Linked DNA regions of Mus musculus: regions 1 and 3 are each linked to region 2. Evidence: chromatin contacts called from public HiCAR-type and promoter capture Hi-C data. All regions are on one chromosome and are shown on one strand. Each heading gives the region's core, a stretch centred on a gene start, on an enhancer-like site or on the middle of the called end of the contact. The rest is flanking DNA. Distances are from core to core; before and after follow the strand shown.

Region 1 (3,642 bases), core at 945-3,444, 820 kb before region 2:
AGCCCCCGCCCCCCCTTTTTTTTGAGTATTCTTAAATAAAACAATGTCTGTAATTCTGGTGCCATTCCTGGAATGTCTGGTTGTGCACATTGGAAAGAGTGACCTTCTTCCCTTCAGACTCCGGAATGAGTGGCTGGGTTGTTTTGTTGTGAGGCAGGTGTTCTGTTTGTCTCAAGTAGACAAGGCTAGCTTGGAATCCTGATCTTTCTAGCATCACTTCGCAGTCGCTAAAATCACAGGTATGGGCCACCATACCAGCTCTATGATTTTTTGTTGTATTGTTTTTCGAGGCAAGGTTCCTCTGTATAGACTTGGCAATCCTAGAACTCTCACTCTGTAGACCAGGCTGGCCTCAAACTCAGAGATTGCTTTGCCTCTGCCTCCCAAGCGCTGGGATTAAAGGCGTGCGCCACCACCGCCCGGCCAGCTTAATTTTTATAAGCCCACTGAGGATGTCTAGTCTCAAGTACCCCAGCTCCATGCCAAGTATCTGCCCTCGCCAGCTCCCTTCTCATGTCCAAACCCTTCTCTGCCCCAGAATTTGCCCAGTCTGCCGAGGTGAGTCAATGATGGAATTCTCCAAGAAGCAGACCCCTCCCCCTACAGTCCCCCTCCCCCTGCAGCTCCCCTTCCCCGGGTCACCTCTCCCTGGAGCCCTCTCCCCTTGCAGCTATTCTCTCTCTGCAGCCCCCCTCCCCCTGTAGCCCCCTCCCCTGCAGCCCCCTCTTCCTACAGCCCTCCCTCCCCCTGGAGCTACCCTACCCCTGCAGCCCTTCTCTTCCGTTTCCTCTTTACTGTGGCTCTCAGTCCCTAAACTCTCAAGCTTCAGATGACTCTATGGCATCTTGAGGGACAGAAGCCCTTGAGAGAATAAAGAGTTGGTTATTCAAGCTCTTAAAGTAAGAAGCAAAAAGAGATACGGGGAGAGGAGAGGAGGGGAGGGGAGGGGACTGGTCATCCTGTTATGTATAAACAAACAAACACACACACACACACACACAATAGGGTCTTAAGCGCCTAGATACTGTTGCGGGTTTTTGACATGCTCTCGGTGTAAAGGACCAAAAAGTGGGGAGGAAAGGATTTGAGGCACGTGTGCCGCTTAAGTACCTGCAGGAGCCGTCAGGAGCGCAGCAGCCGTGGGCCAGGTCACAGTGGGAGCTGCAGTCATCCGCTGAAAGAGATTGGTGTAGTGGGTGTGAGTCTGGGTCCGAGTCTGACTTCCCAGGCGCGGGACTTGGCAGAGGTTTCAGTAGTCAGATGGACTCATGGGCACGGACGAGCGTCCCATTCCAAAGAGAGCACTTATAGATCTCTCCCTATGGAACGGAGCGGTTGCAGTGCCGTCTCTAGCCAGCAGAGGTCAACGTGCCAGCGAGGACGGCTGAGGAGAGCCGGGACCCAATCCCTGGGGCAGGCTCACCTCTGGCAGGCTGGCTGGTTGCCCCCAGGATGCACAGCAGGCACACGAGATTTAGGCAGCGGCAGCCGCTGGGCATGGTCAGTTCCGGCCTCAGGAGGGACGGACGGATGAACGGCCAGACGTGTAGACACCTGTGGGATGGCACGGGCTGGGAAGCGGCTTGACGCGGAGATAGCGGCACTGATACTGGTTCCAAGTGACAGGAGCAGGAGAAGGAGAGGGACTCCCCGGGTGGGGAGTGGAAGGGCGGGCGAGAGAAAGGGTTGAGCAGGCGAAGGGACTGGAGGCAGGAACCCACTAGCCAGGTCTGCGGGAAAGAGGCCAAAGGATGGGCAGCAGCGAGCGTGGCCACCGCGCGGGAACAGCCAGAGCTGCGATCGCGATCCAGGTGGAGGGGTCAATAGAGATGGGGACAAGCGCGGAAAGGCGAGCGCGACGGGACGTGGGGGCTGGGGCGTGGGGAGGAGCGGCTCCCAGTTCCTAGATGCAAGAGATCTCCTCCCGGGTCCTCCGACATCCACCCACCTAGGCCTGGCTCTCACAGCCCCCCAACCCCGCTCGCTCCGCCTCGCTTCGGCCTGAGGTCCCCACCGAGGGACCGCGTCCTCCTAGCTTCTCACCTCCGGCTGGGAGGCGACGCGTCCCCGGGGCGCAGAGTCAAACCGGATCCGACGGACTGGGCCGGGGGGCGGGAGGGGGGCCGCCCCTAGCTGGCCGCGGGGCTCGGCACCGAAGTAGCTGCCATGCCAGCCGAGCACTCGGGAATCTGGGGCTGCAGGCGACCCCGAGCGGCGGCAGCGGCTCCTCGCGCGCGCTCGGCCCCCTGCCAGGGGCGGCGTGTGCCGGCGGAGCCCGCCTCTCCCCTCCCGCCGCCGCGGCCCGCCCCGCACCGACTGCGCCCCGCGCCCACCCCCGCTGCGCACGGCCACACCTCGCGCTGCCACTCGGCCCTGGCACCCCCCAGCGCTCTTCGCCCCTCCCTTCGCGGCCCCCAGCCCCCTTGCTTCGCTTTCTTCCTCCGAAATTAGAAAATCAAAGGAGCTGAACTGGGCATACACCGTAAAGCGCGGGCCGAAGGTGCGCGCCCTGCTGTCTTCCCATTTTCTTGCCCACCCCACCTCAACCGCTCGCCCCACTCTGCCCCTCACCCACGCCCGACTCTGCACGCCCCTGTCTACCGCGCATCGTGATTTTCATTAGCCTTTCCCGGCTCTCCTGTTTTAGCCCGAGCACACTGAAGCCATGCTTGCTGCCACCTTCCTCCTGTCACCAGCCCACGCCTCCCCGGCTTGCAGAGCCTTCGTCACTGGCTTCGTAGGTCAGCGCCTGCTCTCTGTGGGCTTCTTTCTTTCTTCGCTACCTCTTTCAGGATGGACCATATCTACATAAATACCATCCCAGCGTACCCGCTGTTCTTTCCTCCCATCTGCTCCCAGTTTTCACAGCCCGTTCCTTTCCAAGCCCACCTTTGGGTAGCCTGCCTAGATCATACACTGCCTATTGGTGTTGCCCCACAAGTTCCTGCCACTGAACATCCCCACATCCGTTCACAGCTCCACATCTCGGAATGAGAGTTTTGTATTGAGAGAGGGTGGGGAGAATTGCCCTTGTAGGTCTCTTTACCCCTCAGAGCCAATGAGTCAAAAAAACCCAAAGAAGATAAAGACCCCAATATGTGTATTTGTTGGTGTTTGGTGTTTGGTTGGGTAACTGTGCAGAGGGGAAGGCTGCCCACAGTCTCTAGGTCTTCCTATGGAACTTCCTATCTTTAAGTTGGAAGGTGACTTCCTTAACTGCACAGACTGGCTTCTTGCTGCAGAGACTCGAGGGACAGGGCAGTGCCCACCGCCTACACCTGACAACACCCACGCCCAATCTCAGCTCAATAGCTGACTTCCTCTTGCCCCCCCCAGGGGGGGCACTCTCTGGGTTTGAGTCACCGAGTGGGCTTCTAGCGTTCATTTCTTTTGTTCTAAGTTGGGTTGTTGTTTTCTTTTAGCAAAAATTGCAAACCCAGAGCATCAACAATTCGTGTAGAAAATGTAAGGCTGGTATGCTAGCACAACATGACTAGTAAGTCACCTTTTTGAAGTCTAAAGGATCCCAAAATATGAGGATTTCAAGATGAAAGCATCCTGGTCTACATAAGTTCTCTCTCTCTCTCTCTCTCTCTCTCTCTCTCTCTCTCTCTCTCTCTCTCTGTAAGAAACACAGAGTGA
Region 2 (3,769 bases), core at 578-3,077:
CTGTCAACTGGGGAGTCAAGCCACTTAATCTCAGCACTCAGGACACAGAGGCAGGGACAGGCAAATCTGTGAGGTTGAGGCCAGTGTGGTCTACATAGAGAGTTCCAGGCTAGCTGCAGCTACACAGAGAGACCCTGACTCAATAAAATAAAAGTCAAGCCACTCTGGCCCCAATGTCTTAGCTTTTTATAAAGGAAAAAAAATCACATTAAAAGGGATGCTTACAACAGGATTTATCACTATATAAAGGCACTTCAGCTGCAATTAACAGCACTTTAACAATGCTTTGCTCCTGCCCCAGAGAGAGATGGTGTCTTCTAATCTGTCAGTGCCTTTAACCTGTTGCAGTCCCTGATAGGAATACTACTATTTTACAATTAAAATTAATCCTGTGAAACTGACAATATTCAGCTGTTTGATCCCACCAGTGGCCATTCTGACATTACCACCTTCTCATTTTCTTTCTTCCTGAGACAGTTTCTGTGTATAGTTCTGGCTGTCCTAGAACTCGCTCTGTAGATCAGGCTGGCCTTAAACTCACAGAGACCCACCTGCCTTTGCCTCCAGAGTGCTGGGATTAAAAGTGTGTGCCACCACTGTCCAGCTCTGGCTTCTTTTTTATAACCCCAGTGGCCGTCTCCTATTGGATGACTCCTCAGTTAGGGCGTGGCCTGGAGAGGATCTACTCCGTCTAAGCAATATTTGGCTAGCTCAGTTTCAAGATTTCTATACTCCTTCTGTTGTTTCTTTTGCAATCAATGCAATTACTAACAACAGAACCACTCTGTGGAGAGGGTTCAGTGGGTAACGTGCTTTCTGCACAAGCCGAGGACCTGAGTTCAAACCCCAGGACCTACTAAAAGCCATATGGCACATCTATAAGCTGGTGGGACAGAGATAGGTAGTTCCCTGGGACTCCTTGCTGTAACAGTGAACTCCGGGTTCAGCAAGAACCTTATTTCAAAAATGTAAGGCAGAGAGCAACGGAGGAAGACACCTGACATATACAAATGCATGGGCAAGTGAGTCCCTGATACATGTGCACGCACATGCATACAGCACACAAGTAAATATGAATAATTATATTAATTACTCTCTCTCTTTTCCTCCTCCTCCTCCTCCTTCTTTTTTTGTTTTTTTTTTTTTTTTTGAGACAGGGTTTCTCTGTGTAGCCCTGGCTGTCCTGGAACTCACTCTGTAGACCAGGCTGGCCTCAAACTCAGAAATCTGCCTGCCTCAGCCAGCCTCCCAAGTGCTGGGATTAAAGGCGTGTGCCACCACTGCCCAGCCCCCAAACCAGGTCTCAATATAAATTTAGAGACTAAGCTTGGGATGGGGGGCGTTTCTATGTGAGATTTATTAGGGAAAGGGTTAGAAAGATAAATTTCAGTCTATACCATGGAGAGAAAGATAGCTTTGTAAGGGTGGAACTTGGGAGTGAATCTGTTTTCTGGATGACCTTGAACGAGCCTTTGTTCAAAGTCAGTTTTCTATTTTGAAAAACGCAGCTGGCTGCTGAGGCAAGACAGCATCCAGCAGGGCGCCTGGCCCAGAAAAAGGAGCGGTAAGTGGTGGGTGAATCCTGTCTAATCAGGATGCCAATTCTACACCGACATCTGCAAGCTCTGTAGAGGGTGCACCGCACACGGCCACCCGAGGTGACAGAAGTAGCAATGACAGTTGTTGGAAAAGAGCCGCAAACTAAAACAAAATCCTGAGGTTCTGCAGCTCTGAGGTCTGAGACCTCCATCCTCAACCCAGGCCGGAGCGCCGGGTGCAGGAAGATAGGTGCGTCAAGAGTAGCGCGCCAGCTCGCGGGAAGTGGCGCGTTGTCCTGGCAACCCTGGACCGAGCCTTGCAGGCGGTGGTAGACGCCCTTGCTTTCGCTTTGCATCCTGGTATTTGGCAGTTCCGCTGCCAGTTGGTGCGTTGATCTGGGCCACATCCTCCATGGAGTCTTCCAAGGGTAGATGAAGGGCTTCCCCCAGGGAAGTAGGGTGGGACTCAGAGGTGGAAAGGAGACCCAAGGACGGGGCGGGGCGAGTACTTTCGGGAGCCCTGAGTCAGGAGGAGGAGGAGTGGGCAGGACATTCAAACCCGTGAACACCGCTAGGAGGTCCAGTGAGATTTAGGTTTTTCCCTTGCGCTGCCTCTTGAATTTCAATGACTTATGGGGTCTGTTGGTTTTGAATGATAGCCTTTCTAACAAGCACCTTTTGGGTCCGATTGCTTTTCACTGTGTGAACTGGTGAGCCCATGAATACTGGATATGGCAATCCCGTCCGCCAACTTCCCTCTGTCTCAAGAGCGGCCTGTACTAGAGAGCGGCAGAAGGTTCCAGAGAAAAGCGACTTGGGCATGACTAAGGTGGAAAAGAAATACAATTGAGTTCTGGGAAATCAAAAGGTTGGATGGGTGTATAAGCTTATGGAGAGAAAAGGTTTATTGGACTCATAGCTTTATAGGTTTTTTTTTTTTTTTTTTTTTTAAAGACTAAGCACTGCTACCTCATATGTAGCCCAGAGTAGCCCGGAATTCTCCATCTTTTGCTTCACAGGCCCCCGACATTCCAGGTGTGGCTCATGGTCAAGGTCCTGTTGCTTTGGCCCTCTGGTGGCATATCATAGTGGCAATCATCAAAGCGTCTCCCTCTTAGTCAAGAAATAATGACGAGTAAAAGGGATGGCTGTGGTCCCACTCTTTCACTCAGAGGCACCCCAACGACCCAAGACTTCTTATTTTTTTAAAGTTGTCTTTATTTTATTTATGTATGTTTTGCCTGCCTGTTTGTATGTATGTATACTGAGTTTGCGTCTGGTGCCTGCAGAAGGTAGAAGAGGGCGTTGGATACCCGGGAACTGGAGTTATGGATGGCTGTGAACCACCACGTGGTGCTGGGGATAGAAGTCCCGCCCCCCCCTGCAAGAGCATCAAGGGTTCTAACTCTCTCCACCTCCATGCCCTCTGACTTTTAAAACAGTCCCATCATCCCAACAGTATGACAGACTGGGAGCTAAATCTTTAAAACATGGGTTTTTGGAGAGCATTGCAGATCCAAGCTAAGGCAGATAGTTAGGGGCTACACACAATGAGCTCATGTCTACATTTGAGATCTGATCAGTCAGAGACTTCCATCAAAAAGAGGAGCTAAGCTGGCGCTTGCACACGTGCAGTGCTTGTGCAGGACAGGCAGGCACGAGGATCGCAGTGTTCAAGGTCATTCTCATGGTATACAGCAACTTTGAGGCCAGTCTCGCCTGCGTGAGACCCTGTCCCAACAACAAGACAAGGCAGAGATCTGACTGTGTGGTTGCCTGGAGCTTCTAACAGCAGGGAAGTATATTGTAAACGAGTAAAGGGAGCCAGGGGTTTGAGCTGCCTCGTGCTTTGTTTAATAAGCACAGAGTCTGGGCTTTGCCCTAGGGTCTGTCCATATCCATGTTTTTGCTTGCTCAGATATTAGTAGAAATGCGGCATTACTTATGAGATTGGGGCACTTCAGGTGGAACTGAGCACTCCAAGGCAGGTTTGTGCAGGCCCATGCTCTTACTCCATAACTGGCTCTTAAGGAAGAGGAGAAAGAATGGGAGCATGTTTCTCTTGAGGGTACAGAGTCCAGACGATGGTACAGTTCCCCCAAACCCTTCGGGGTGAATCCAGGCTCAGGCTGTCATGACTGCAGGTCAGTAAGTAGCCAGTGTACTGCAAAAGGGGCTGGAGAAGTCTCAGCCTTGTTCCCAGTCTCCTAGGTCCCAGGTCTTCTTTTTCT
Region 3 (3,540 bases), core at 147-2,646, 790 kb before region 2:
TTGCAGCCCTGACTTACCGTCACGGCAGGGCAAGCTATAGGATATGGCACCTCAGTGAGGCATGTCTGCCCACATATAGAATTACCCTGAAAGTGTCTCAGTCCGCCCTGCCTGTCCACTGTTGTCACAAGTGCCCTGGTCCCTAGAAGAGAATGCGAGCCTTGGCAGGAGTTGGGTAGGTAAGTAAAACAGGCTAAGGTGGCAAATCACACCAGGGAGCCTGCCAAGTGAAGGGTTCCTCTGCCTTCTGGAACAGACAAACAAAAAGTGCCATCGAGAGCTGGCCCTGTGGGGAGAAGGCCAGCTCCTGGAAGCTCCCATCAGTTTCTAGAAGCTTTGCCTGGCTCCTCTTTAGTCAACGGCCTTGGTCCTACCTGGTTTCCCAGGCATACACACCCACACATCCACACCTTCAAATGTTAGGCCCTGGTTAACCTACAGTGCTCTGGGACTTTTCTAGGTCCCCTCCCTCAGGCCACAGGAGTCTCTGTGGTTAGATCCCTACTCCAGGTTGAGCACCTACTGGGGCGAGGCCCTCTGGAGGACAGCCCCTGTGGTTGTATGTTGTTTGTTCTCTCACCCCAGGAATGTGGTGTCCTTTCTGGCCCTCCCAGATTCCTGTGCAGGGAGTCAGCCTGACAGCATGCTGCTTGTGCCCTGTGGGGACACGTTCTGCCTCCTGTCAACGGGGCGGAGGCTGGTGGCTCGTGCTTCACTATTACAAGCTCTCCCCCAAATCCAGGCCAGGAACCTTAGAGAGGAGAGTCCTACTCCTGCTTCCCCGCCCTCCTCTGCCCCCACCCTGCTGCCCCAGGCCTGCTGGAATGTGACAGGAGTCATGGCCAGGGCATGTCCCAACAGTAGGAACACATGCTTTAGCCCGCAAGACCGCCTTCAGCCCCCAGCTCTGTAGCTCTGTTTGGGTTGATGGGGGTAGGAAGAGGTTTGTATTTTTTTTTTTTAAATGCTCAGAAAGCCACCTAGGGTTACTGTTTGCACTGATCACTGGCGGCTGCTGCCCCCATGCGGCAGCCCAGCTTATTACAGGTACGCCTCAATCCCGGGAAGCTGAGGGGACTTGGCAGCTCACTTGGCCCAGCCATTGGCAGTGGTGTGTGTAGAGCAGGCTTTGGCAGTGGGGAGCACGTTATCCAAGCGCTTGGAGATGCTGGAGCAGCCTTGGGCCTCAGCTCCCCGGGCTCGGGGTTAAATGTTTTCTCTTTTGAGCGTGTGTCGGTACTTACTTAAGCACAGTGTGCTTGTGGAGGTCATCAGGCTTTGCAGCAAGCATCGTTACCTACTGAGCCTTCTTGCCAGCCCCCCACAGTTACGGTTTATAGACTAGCGGTTCTCGGCCTCAGGGCTGGTGACCTTTGCCTTGCCACCTCCGGTATGCTGGCTGCCCTGTGTGTGGTAGGTTTAGTCGATATTCTGACTTTGACTCACCGGTAGTACCTCCCCATCTGCAGATTGTGAAAATTAAAAATGTCTCTAGACATTTGCCTGTTAACCCTGGGAGAAGCAGGGGGTAAACTCACCCTGGTTGAGAATCACTGCTCTGAACTGCTGAGGTTTGGATTTTGTTTCTCGGGTCTGCCTTCGCTCATTGGCAAGTTTATTGTACACTGTGGTACACAGAAATGGTCTCTGGGCTCATTTAGTCATTGCTAGGGGGTCTGCCGTACCATCGTCATCTTGCTCCTTTGCCAGGCCCTTTGTAGTCTCATTTGTAGTCTGCATTCCCCAGGATTCCCAGCTCTCTGTAGACTCTGAGAAGCCTAGGAGTGAATGGGACACAGACCAGTACCGGCCTATTCCAGAGCAGGGTATGTGCTGAGCGGAGGCAGCGTACGAAGTACATACATAAACACGCAGGCGTTGTTAGGGGAAGCCAGGTACTCGTTAATGCTAGCTGGTTTCCTTTTTGAGTTGATTTCACTTCATAAAGCAGGCTACTCTCAGACTATTGATCTTCCTACCTCTGTCGCTTGCTCCTAAGACCCACTGTGCTGTGGTCTCTTTGCTTACTGTTTTCTGGGAGCCTTCAGGTCCCAGACTGGACAGGCAGGCAGCTGACACCGGGTTTCCACTTTCTCCCCTTCTCTGGTTTCAGGAGCTCTTGGCTAGAGGAAGTAGAGGGGCCGTGGGATGTGGAGAGCCGAAGGCTGATTCCAGGAGAGCAGAACAGAGAGCTGCCAGCGAACAGACGGTATGTCCCGATGAGGCCTGCATTCTATACTTTGTTCTCTTCTGGGAGGCTGGTAGGTGAGCAGCCATATAGGTGCTCTCTTCCAGTGGGAGCCAGCACAGAAAGGAGGTGTGGCCAAAGGGGCTTGGCCTTTGTTGGCAGTGTCCAGAGAGCACTCTCAAGCTTGGAGACCCTTATCCAGGAGCCTGGGCTGGGTCGCTATCCCCAGACTTAGAAGATTTGTTCACAATTTATGGAAGGAAAACCTGAACTTAACATTGCCTAGTGCTGAGCACTGTTTTTGTTTTAGACAGTCTCGCTATGTAGCCCAGGCTGGCATCTGCCTTCCCAGTGCTTTAGATTGCAACTGTGTGTCACTGGCAGTGTCTCTCTGTTTGTTTGTTGAGGCAGAGTTCCAGTGTGTAGGATTGGCCTGAGGTGCACTGTAGACCAGTCCTGGAGCTTCCAGAGGTCCACTCTGCCGGCCTAATGTGGCAGTGCCCTTGTGGACCAATGGAGTCTGCACAGCAGCCTAGGAACTGCTGCTGCTTATACCCTCACCTACTTGAGCAAGATGGATGCTGTGCAGCTCTCTGCCTACAAGGGACAGTGTGGGCTGCTGTTGAGTCTCTCCACCCCACTTAGCCAAGTGTGCTCCTCCTGGGGCCCAGCTGGGAGCCCTTCTCACCTGTCTGTTCTCCATTGGATTCTAGCCCTCATCTCCAGCACTCCCCTGATCCATCCGGCCTGACTCACCAGAGAGCAGCCCTCTAATGACCCAGCGGTAGCTCAGGTCTATCTGCCTGTGGGGTCAGTACACATCCCTGGTCATCTTTGAATGTTCAGGCCAGAGACACCTTAGAACGCCTCTCGTTAGTTTATTTTCTGTGTGAGGAAGTGGGTAGGCACGGGTTGCATGTGCCATAGTGCCACTGTAGAGAAAGGGATGGCGGGGGGGTTCAGTTGTCTCCTAATGTAGGATCTGCTCCTAAGGTGGTCAGGAGCAGGAGGTGCCTAACCCACCGAGCCATCTCAGTGGCCCTTCCAAGGCTCGAGACTACACCTCTGAGCCTGTCTCTGCTTCTCTCAGCAGGAGACGAGCCCATACCTTCCAGGATGAGCAGTGCTGCCCCTGCTAAGAAACCTTACCGTAAGGCGCCTCCAGAGCACCGAGAGCTACGCCTGGAGATTCCCGTGTCCCGGCTCGAGCAAGAGGTCAGCAAGGCTGGGGTCTGGCCCTGGCTGGCAGAAGCAGGCCCCTGAAGGTGTCTGTCAGCTGGCCTCTCAGGCCTGAGGTGCTGGGCATGGGTTAAGGCGAGAGACTCACATTGCTGATAGAGCTGTAGTTGTGC

What was found. Promoter capture Hi-C pulls out the DNA fragments that hold promoters and counts their contacts. HiCAR-type assays count read pairs that join an accessible place to other places.
Region 1: a contact with region 2 is called in a HiCAR-type map of astrocytes, with 4 times the contacts expected there. The contact joins the promoter of Dlk2 here to the promoter of Spats1 in region 2. A contact is called at or near these places in 3 of 39 promoter capture datasets (the 3T3-L1 cell line, liver and pre-B cells) and 1 of 115 datasets of contacts at active chromatin or transcription factors (astrocytes).
Region 3: a contact with region 2 is called in a promoter capture Hi-C map of liver, with 2.2 times the contacts expected there. The contact joins the enhancer-like site here to the promoter of Spats1 in region 2. A contact is called at or near these places in 6 of 39 promoter capture datasets (the 3T3-L1 cell line, hippocampal neurons, liver and 2 more).

Annotation. Positions count from the first base shown.
Region 1 is chr17:46,296,480-46,300,121 of GRCm38.p6, reverse strand. It overlaps Dlk2 (delta like non-canonical Notch ligand 2), which reads right to left and starts at 2,194. Exons shown (of 6, transcript NM_001286013.1): 1 at 2,044-2,194; 2 at 1,424-1,554; 3 at 1,111-1,174. The coding sequence starts at 1,499. It overlaps Gm41588 (a long non-coding RNA gene), which reads right to left and starts at 1,104. Exons shown (of 2, transcript XR_876844.1): 1 at 763-1,104; 2 at 32-679.
Region 2 is chr17:45,472,996-45,476,764 of GRCm38.p6, reverse strand. Spats1 (spermatogenesis associated, serine-rich 1) reads left to right here and starts at 1,827. Exons shown (of 8, transcript NM_027649.3): 1 at 1,827-1,966. The coding sequence starts at 1,951.
Region 3 is chr17:46,263,552-46,267,091 of GRCm38.p6, reverse strand. It overlaps Tjap1 (tight junction associated protein 1), which reads left to right. Exons shown (of 10, transcript NM_001252474.1): 3 at 2,114-2,209; 4 at 3,282-3,403. The coding sequence starts at 3,305. Among named protein-coding and RNA genes, the nearest start is that of Lrrc73, 11 kb to the right of the region's middle. Within about 2 kb of position 1,396, at least 111 of the 459 cell types and tissues checked have an H3K27ac peak or open chromatin away from gene starts, as enhancers often do. A contact at or near this core is called in liver and stem cell-derived epiblast-like cells, where this site is marked.